Regions from separate parts of the Sus scrofa genome. Here region 1 is linked to region 2. Evidence: chromatin contacts called from public Hi-C data. All regions are on one chromosome and are shown on one strand. Each heading gives the region's core, a stretch centred on a gene start, on an enhancer-like site or on the middle of the called end of the contact. The rest is flanking DNA. Distances are from core to core; before and after follow the strand shown. Region 1 overlaps FTO (fat mass and obesity associated). Region 2 has its middle 32 kb from the start of IRX6.

Region 1 (4,879 bases), core at 1,954-4,453, 1.2 Mb before region 2:
TGTCTCTAAGCAAGAGGGAGAGGAATCAGGAAAATGATGCTGGGTTTCCTGTCAGCATGATGCTTCAAAAATTCTGTGTGCCTGGGAGTTAAGAACGTTTATTGATAGCCGTAATAGTCTCCAAATGAGTTCATGCAACAGAATTTACAATAATTGATGGCTTTACTAGTGACAATTATCATAAAAATAGATTGGCCTGAACGAGGCCGAAGATGAGTCTTTTCCAAGAAAGGGGGCAGTTCAGCGTGTGGACCATCCATTCTGACTGGGTATTGGGAAGCTGCTTTTTCAAATACGTGTGTTGTCTCTAAATTCAGACTTGCATTGAAACCATAATTTAAAAATTCCCAATGACATTCTCCCCCTGCCCCCTTTTTTTCTAGGGGGTTCGGGGTAAATGATAGTTTTAACTATAGTAATGAAATGATTTTCAGTCGAAGTTTTAATAATTAAATTTTCTTTGTGTTGCCATTGGACGTATGTATATTCATTAAATAACAGTATCAGTGAAGGGACATCTGAGAGGCTTCTCGCTCTCTCTTTTTGACCTTTTCTAGCTTTTCCCCCTGGCGATTCTTAGTAAATAGGAAAGGGAGAAAGAGAGAGAGAGAGAGAAAGAAAGAAAGGAATTCCCCTGTAAACTTTCTCCCACCCCCTCCAGAGCCAGCACAGCCAGATGAAGGGTTGAGAATGGATGTTTTCTGTTGAGTGCCTTTGGCTTGGTAACAATAATTTCCTAATACACCAGCGCCTCAGACAGCATGGCCAAGACGGCCTGTTTCAAAGGAGTCTGGTTTCAGCCTCTCTGGCCCTTAACTGCTAACAATTTAATCAGGAGCTGGAGCCAGGGCTGAAGTTGATGTAGTCTAGCATCTGAAACACAACTTCTCGAGCCCTTTGTGGCAGAGGAGGAGACGAGAAGGAGCTTAGCAGCTGACACTGCACAGACCCCCTTAAAACTAAACACCTGAAAGCAAATTTCAAGAGGGTGGTGTCTTGAGAGCTCAGAAGAGAAGTGTCCTCAGCGTATTAAATAACCATAATCCTTCCCCAGCCCCATTTGATGTTTCCCATCCCGGTGACCCAGCTGAAAGACCCATCCATATGATCTGTATAAACAGAGGCTTACCATGCACCTTTCTTTTCCTCATCAAAGCTTCCTCTGGCCGTCTGGAATCAGGCATCGCCTCGCATAGCCATCAGGCGCGCGGTGGTGAAAGTTATAAAACATCCCGGCAGCGCTCACCGAGCTGCCTGTGTTGCCGAGGTTGGCCTGGTGTGTACTCTGGAATTACACGAGGAAAAATGTGCTTTGACAGATAATAATTAGCGCTCGCCCAGGGCCAGGCAGTGGGTTACAGTATTTTACTCTCATCAAAGCTATCAGGGGATCAGTTAGATTAGATAATAGACATTTTTTTTCCTCTGCAAGTTAAATACAGATGACTCTAATTACCCGGTATTGCACGTTAGAGAATGCATTAGGAGTACAACTTCGAGAAATTCAGGTCACCTGAGACGCCGTCGCCACCGCCGCCCGCAGTAACTCCAGTATGCGTCTGCGGTAATAAAGGCTCCCCCCCCCGCCCCCCCCCCCGCCCCGCCGGCCCCCTTCAGCAGGGTCATTTATGTTAATGACATTAGGGAGCCGATTTTAAGCGAAACTTGTAACTTGGTTTTAAAATATTTGTCTCGCGCTCAGGCCAGGAGCCGAGCCCTTATGTGGGACCCGCTGAAGTCTCTTAAACTGAAAGCATATGTTCCCTGTAATTTCGCTTTTGGAGGAAAGTGTCAATTCTGCCTGACTCGGGGGTAACCGAGTTTGTCACAGTGTCACCCAACCCTGGGATTCTAGAGGCACATCTGAGTGCTGCGGGTTTCCTTCCCCGAGCCCGGTAATCCCATAAACAACCCTCTCCAAATAGGCTTATTAGGGCTGTCTATTCACTTCCCCGGAGTTGAATGATCCGCAGGACGTCGGGAGAAGCCGTGTGAATGCAGGGTAAGTGTTAACAGAAGTGGTACAGAATTTCTGAAGATTGGGCTTTGTTTATACAGTCCACTCTGCCTGATGGACAGCTTGTTATAGCTTTTAAAGAACTGGGCAAGCCCTCTGATCTGACCCCTTCTTGACCTCTGCAGCCCAAAGGTCAGTCTGCAGCTAATAAACTCGGAGGTTCTTAGGGTCTACTGTAGGAAAAGGCAGAAAAAGAGCAGCTGCAGGGGCCGGGTGTCCCAGGATAGGCTGCTTTAGGGTCACTCTCTGATAATGAAAATGATTACCAAATTATATGGAAGTTTAACCGCAGTCGTGAGTGAGAGGAGGGTGGAGCCCAGCGTATTAGGTTTGATAAATGAACTGTGAAGAGGCCCATCTGGCCCTCAACATCTTTTCTCCCCCTCTTTCCCTACCAAGGGGAAACATTTTAAAATAACAGCAGTACATATAGACTCAATGACCCATGCAAGGAGCTGGAATGGATTAAGATTTAATGGTGACAGTGGAAGAAATTATCATTTGAAAAGTGCACTGAAGAAAAGGTACAGTTCAATGTCCAGGCCCAAGTTGTTGCTCTAAGTGGAAAAAAAAAAAAAAAAAAAAATCGTAGGAATCAGTGCCTTTGTTTATTTTACACCAATCCCCAGCGTCTTTCCTAGATGACTGAAAAATTTGAGGGCATGTTTATTATGGAATAATTATTTGTCGTCAGCGTAAGGCAGGGAAGGGGCTTCCTTTGCCTTGACCCTGTCCGAAGGAGAAGCAAATTATTTTTTTTTTCCTGCTTGCGTGCTTAGTCTAGAGAATGTAACTCAGTCAGGCGTTAACAAAAATGCTTTACAAAAAAGTTGTGATCCATTTCAGCATTTGGCCATGGAACGCCCTGCATTCATGTCTTTTGATACTGAATTAAACACATGACTCTTGGGCGCTGGTTTATTCTCACAGCTACTTGGAGGTTTTTCTGTAAAAATAAGAACGCCCTCACGTTCATTGAGTAGATATGTGTGTTCCTTCCTTTATTGCTTTTTCAAAGAAACATCATAGCGATGTGAATTAGTGCCAGCAGTGGGTAGGTCACAAGCTGTATGTTCCCTTCCGTGTTAATTGATAAGCGTCGTCTATTTAAAGCTTTGTCCCCGCTTCCTGTGGGCATTGAGTGTCCTGGTTTCTGACCAGTGACATTGGCGTTCACCAGTCTCTGTGCCCTTCTGCAGAGACGGTTGGCACATCCATCCCATGCCGCTCCTTTCTGAAAGGAGAATGATTTTATTCCAGGAGCATTTTTTGTGTATTTTGTATGCCTGCTTTCTACAAAATACTGTGTGAGGTGCTGTGCGTGAGATAAATTCTTAAATTGTGCTCGGCAGCCAATTTGGGAATTGATCTGGGGGTGAGAATTTAGCAAGTTCCTAGAAAGAGCTGTGGAAGACAGTGGGAAGGAAAGCGGTGGCGCCCTTGTTACCACGACAGGGCGGCGTGGTGCTCCGGCCTCCCAGGGAGTATTGAGTTGTCGCTGTCTTTGGGGTCTAGGATCGCTGTGCTGCTGAAAACCCCTTATGTTGAACTATACTGTCAACGTACTACACGCCTCACCCAGTAGTTAACATTTAAAATAGAGATGAGGAGTTCCCGTCGTGGCGCAGTGGTTAACGAATCCGACTAGGAACCATGAGGTTGCGGGTTCGGTCCCTGCCCTTGCTCAGTGGGTTAACGATCCGGCGTTGCCGTGAGCTGTGGTGTAGGTTGCAGACTCCGGCTCGGATCCCGAGTTGCTGTGGCTCTGGCATAGGCCGGTGGCTACAGCTCCGATTAGACCCCTAGCCTGGGAACCTCCATATGCCTCGGGAGCGGCCCAAGAAATAGCAACAACAACAACAACAACAGCAAAAGACAAAAGACAAAAAAAATAAAATAAAATAAAATAGAGATGAAAACCTTCTATACATCATCCGAAGTGAGCATATTGTTAGGATATTTTTAGTATTTCTTAGGATTTTCACGTGACTGTATGTCCATGGGGATTGAGGGTGAGCAGAAAGCTAGGTGACGGATAACTCGGGAGATGAGGAATGCTTCTAGAATGAACTGAGCTTTAGCTTGAAAGCACTCCCTTTAAATTTTGGCCGAGTGAGGTGCAAATACAAAAAATCAGATGAAAGCTAGATCATTCAGGTTTTTTAAATTGAGATGTAATTCATGTACCATGAAATCAGTCATTTGAAAGTATACAGTTAAAGGTTTTTGTTGCGTTTTGTTTTTTAGTGTATTCATCTTTTGCACAGCCATCACCATTATCCAATTCCAAAGCATTTTCATTACCACAGCATGAAACCCTGGACCTGTGACCAACCCCTCTCCAAGTCCCCTTCTCCCCACAGTCCTTGACAACCACTTTCTATGGTCTTAAAATGGTTCTGAGGACAGTTTAAAAAAGACAGAAAAGTTGATGACAGTTTCTTAGAAAAGCTTTTAGAATTACTTCCAGTTCAAAGTCACTCTCTAGACCTACATGTCTTTATATACTCGTCTTCTCCAAATTGGACCTGGGCGTCTCCAGAACCTGCCAAGTGTGCATGTTTCTGGACAAGTAAAACCACCAAACATCCTTCCATGGACCATCCTCCTGTATCCTCCACAGCCCCAGCCATCACCACTCACCTCCAGGATGGATCTTCTTTGGACATCTTTGTGAGGACTCCAAAATCTAGTTATAACCCAGATCTTGTAAGGAATAGAATTTGTTTTTCTAAGCGAACCAACTTCAGAACTCTGATCTGGGTGCAACAAGTAAAACTGTTTGACTCGTGGGATCAACACGAGGCCAAGGTGGCCCAGTCCAGTGTAGCAATGATAAACCATGATTTAGTGAGTGCTGTT
Region 2 (4,866 bases), core at 2,294-4,793:
TGAATGTCCCTGAAGACAATTTAAGAGAATGCGGAATCCAATTTCCTCACGGGTGTTAGGAGTTTTATTTTTAACTCGACTACTCAAAATAATAGGCATTCCCCGCGCGCTCTTATCCGCAGTTGGAGTAATATCGGCACAAGGCATAATCATTCTTCCCTTTTCGTTTTTAGATAATTCAGGGAACTGAAGAGTTCTGAATTCCTGAATCTTGGCCAAGGTGATGTCATTAAAATCTATAATGAAAACAGTGTCACTGGGAGAATTAATTCATTATGGTGGAATTAAGTTAAATCCTTTATGATATGCCATTAAGCACCCCTGCTAACTTGCCTGCACCAACCTGAATGAAGTGCGTTCAAACACAAAAACGAAAAACAAGTTCCAGCGTCAACCCTCACAGAATATTAGGTAACTTTCAAAGTTAAAGTCATTTAACTATTCAAATATTTATAAATCTCATGGTATTTAAGCATCTTAAGATGTCTTAAATGCTGCAGTGGCCAAATGCTTCGTGGTTTATATAACATCTTTGCCTAAGGGAGTATAGCTTACTGTATAAATCATTAGTATGTATTTTATAAATGTTTTTGCCTTGTTACTCTGGTCCTACAACAGCCAAATAGCACAAGCATTGCCCAACCTTTCAATAATCCTCAAAAAATTACTACCTCAGTCCAGATAGGATAAAACAGCATTGTCAGCATTTGAAGTAACTTGGTTAAGATTTCAAGGACATTGCCCATCCCCAAGTCTACCATATACTCAACAAATATGTATTTTATTAGATCCCGCAGAAAGAAATAAACAAATGGAATCGATGCCCTGTCCTCTAGGATTTTCCCGTTCGGTCTGGAGCCATAACATCTTCGTGTAAAAATCTACTCCCTAGAACCCGGCCAGTAAAGGAAGCACTGCATGACTATTAGCCCAGCACTTTTCATGGGGCTATTTCTGCTTCTGACACCAAATTTCTGCTGAGTCCAGGGAAACTTCCCATTTCCTCTCCATATCCTGGCTCACCACTCAGTTATCTAGAAGAACGACTGCTTATGAAGGGGGTTGGGGTCCTTAGAGAAAAAATAAAAATCGTGATGGTATTCCGTATGAAAACTGGAATGTTAACAGTTCTTTTTTATTTTTGTATAAAGGTTACTGCATCAAAAACTAGGTCTTCTACTGCTGAAAGATCGTAGCTTTTTAGGAGATACTGAAAAAAAAAAATCATCACAGTTTGTGTTCAAAGCATCTTGCTTCTGACACGTGGCTGCTAAGTGACAAATGGAAGTTTCCTGAACCCAGTAAAATGACTTGACCATAAGCTGCGTAGAGTTTCTACCGAAGCTGGCTATCAAAAAATTGTAGAAATCAGGCTCCGTCATTAATGATGACCAGCCAAACTCTTCATCTGCAAAGACCGCGGACCAAACATCGTCATAGCCCCACACTGGCTGTGCCAACATTTTTTGTTGCCACCTTGCAAAAAGAAATTTTATTTTTACAGATTGGCTCTCGTTATAGCAAATATCAGCCCAAACCCTTGAAATAACAAAAAGAACTCTGAGGCCTAGCCAATGACCTGCTTGCTTTATACAATATTGATAGGGCAACCCCTGGGCAACAAAGGAATTCTGATGGTGCCTTGGGTCTCTTTGTGATGGGATTTGGCCAGGATCAGGGAAAGCATGTATTTATTTTTTATTTAGTTACATGGGATAGTTTTCCTGCTTCTCAAAAGATCGAGGAGAGCCCGCAAAAACAAAAACAAAAACGCAACAGAAAAACCATCTGCCTTAAAACTGGTACACATATAAAAATAAAAAGTGTTTTTTAAAAGCAAAAAAAAAAATCAAACACTTTATTAGCTGAGGCAAATACGGCTCCTGTAATTGAGCATTAAATGAACTTGGAGGATTTCCTGTTCAAGAAACAAGCGGGACAGAAACTCAGCTGGGACACCGGTATAACTTACCAGACTTAACCAGCTGTTTTGTTTTCTGTTGGCTTCCACGCCGCCGATTGGTGGGTGCTCGTGCTGTACTGGTTGCTAAATATTTTGATCGTCACCCCAGAAGCCAGGTAGGGAAGAGGCATGCGATACGCGGTAGCAGCTTTCAATAATTTCGCCCTGCATTCCTGCCAGCCATCTCACCTGTGGTATTCAGTTAATATATATTTGCAATATACAGAAAATGTATTCATGTTTTCCCTTTCAGGAACTGCCTGCGAAGTGCCTTCTGCCAGCAAAAGAATGCAAGGAGTCTTTGGGTTCTATTTTTCTCAATAAGCAAAATGAGCACAAGAAGCCACAGTTCTACTGATGCTTCCCCCAAATCCGATTCTTCCTCCTAACAGACTTTGCCACCACGTTATAAACAAACCAAATACGGCACTGGGGTACCCCGATTCTGGTCCATGCTGAGCAGTATTGCAAACAAGTTTGCAGAAAAAGGCGGGGGCAGGGGAGCCTCTCTTGCCTTTTCTCAAATTTTCTTTATATGTAAGCTTCCCACCTTTGGGAGAGTTCATGGAGCTAATTGTGCATTTTCCCTTGTGTGAATAAAGGACAAGTTGCCTGCTTTCACTTCAAATTGCTTGGCCCTCAATCAACATCACCATAAATATGACAGATGAATATTAAATCCAAATATTTTATTGGTGCAGATAAATATGATTTGTAAAAAGAGTCAAATTAACAATCCATTACATACTAATGGGTTCTAATCAATAAGTTTAATTTGACTAAAAGGAGAGGGGCAGGGAGAAAAGTGACCCAATTACACCCAAATGGTGCGATTTAAAATTATAAAGGTGACTGACTTCTCCAACTTTTGAGCTATATTCTGATCTAGGGGCTTATGGACCCAAGGCCTGAACTCTGTTGAGAGTGGACTTGTGTCTGTGGTTTATACACTCATGTTTCCAATTATTTTTCTTTTTAAAAAACCGTTGCTTAATTTAAATACCAAAAAAAAAGGGACAGAGCATAATAAAAGCAAACAAGCTCCGACAACCCAGAAAGAAAAAAATATTTGTTAGTATCATATTTGCATCAGATTATTTTAATACAAATCAATCAATGTATATAAAACAGGAGTCTTTTTTATCCCCCTCTCTGTCTCAATGTCCCTTCTTTCCCTTCTTCTTCCCCAGAGGCTGGGCGAAATAGTGTATGTTTCCTTCCTGCCCTCGGTTCTGTTCTATTACTAAATATAAAGGGCTTCAGGAGTCAGCAGAGTATCACTGGATGTGTTCGTGAAAATTCTCCACCAGGCTTTTGCCACCTAACATCCTAAGTCATCTCTTTTAGTATGCCGACCTGTGATTTTTTTTTTAATTTTGTATTTATTTTTTCACTTATTCATTCCTCTGCTGGTGAGCGATTAGAATGAGCTGGCTTACTAAGGTTATTCTGACATCACTTAGGGAAAAGGTGCCCACGTTCCTTGATTATGGACGTAAATTCCATTCAGGTCCTAGGACAGGCCACAGCCTCGCCTAGGGAAGGCTTTGCAGCCTCTTCTCCAGAGCTCAATCACGGGAGAACCAAGGTACAAAGAGCGTCCCCTCCTCCTCCTTGGCCACTGCTCCCGAGTTTTATGCGAGGACTCTGATCGGTTTGGCTCAAACTGGCAGGCGCCTCTGAGCGCGAAACGTGCCCTCCTTCGCTCTTTTCTCTTCCATTCTGTGGCGATAGAACCGAAATACGGGAGGAAACAGACAACGCTTTTATTTGCAGCCGCCTCTGCCTCTTCAGATGGGGTGGCTTCGGCACATCCATAATCCTTGTGTCAGTCTGCTCCCTAGCGTCGCCGGGCGGGTCCAGCATCTGACAGCCTCCGATCTGAAGCTGCCGGCAGCTCCCTTCTAAGAAGCAGCTCACAGCTCCGGCCGCCCTCCGGCAGAAGAGGAACAAAGCCCAGCGGACTATCTCGCTATCTTCTGGGTGGCAAGGAAATCTCAATTATACACCCAAGGGATGTGGTTTATGAAAAACTAGAAAGAATGTTTAAATTGTATACGTAAATTGTTTTGTTTTACAAGCTGGGGTAAATCAGCACATTTGCAGCCCATATTTATCTGATCCACTCCATAAGACTCTTTTTGAATGTATACCATTGATGTGGGGTAGATGCCTATGCGAAACATAACCGACCCCCTAAATTCAATTAGGGCATTAGGGGGGGAAATGGAAATTTTGCTCTGGGGTTAGTCAAGATTGCTGAGAACTTCTCGGAATAGTTCCTTGGCTCTGACTGAAGATTGAAATCGAAGGATAAAATTTCCAACGGATGCCGGGTAGTCAGAATATTGACTGGGGCTCGCCTTTTTAAGAAAAAGATGGCAAATGAAATATCTTCCTTTTACCTGATTTCTAGCTCATTTTAAAAACGATCATTTTTGTGTCTCCCCAACATGTTCGACATTTATTGAGCTAGATGCAGGCTTAATTCACATTCTCTATCCGGATGATCATACATGGTGGAAGATGAGAATACAAAATTCCACAAGACAAACCATAAATTGGAGGAAAAAAAAAATACCCCAAGGAAGAAAATATTTGAAAAGAGTGTTTTATTTTTATGCAACTCTAAGCAGCAGAGCACACCCTAGGGATGTGGTTGATGAAAAAGTAGGCGTGTTTAAATTGTATATGTAAACTGTTTTGTTTTGCAAGCTGGGGTAAATCACAGATAGAGGTCACAGTGATGAGAAAAGTTTGAACTGGCGTGGGAGCCTAAGCAGGAATAATCTGGCTTTGACCGTGGGCTCTGAGCCCTAATCACTGATAACAGCCGTCTAGCAACCCAGGGGCTCCACTTCATATCGATGTGGCATTTACTTCTCCAGAAAGTCCCCCACTCG

Evidence for each region. A called contact is a pair of places that touch in the nucleus more often than the background predicts.
Region 1: a Hi-C map of heart right ventricle shows a contact between it and region 2, with 4 times the contacts expected there. The contact joins two enhancer-like sites. A contact is called at or near these places in 3 of 47 Hi-C or Micro-C datasets (embryonic fibroblasts, fetal skeletal muscle and heart right ventricle).

What each region holds. Positions count from the first base shown.
Region 1 is chr6:31,337,660-31,342,538 of Sscrofa11.1, reverse strand. All of the region lies in intron 8 of FTO (fat mass and obesity associated), which reads left to right. Among named protein-coding and RNA genes, the nearest start is that of FTO, 220 kb to the left of the region's middle. Within about 2 kb of position 3,203, at least 3 of the 83 cell types and tissues checked have an H3K27ac peak or open chromatin away from gene starts, as enhancers often do.
Region 2 is chr6:30,169,663-30,174,528 of Sscrofa11.1, reverse strand. No RefSeq gene overlaps it. Among named protein-coding and RNA genes, the nearest start is that of IRX6, 32 kb to the left of the region's middle. Within about 2 kb of position 3,543, at least 19 of the 83 cell types and tissues checked have an H3K27ac peak or open chromatin away from gene starts, as enhancers often do.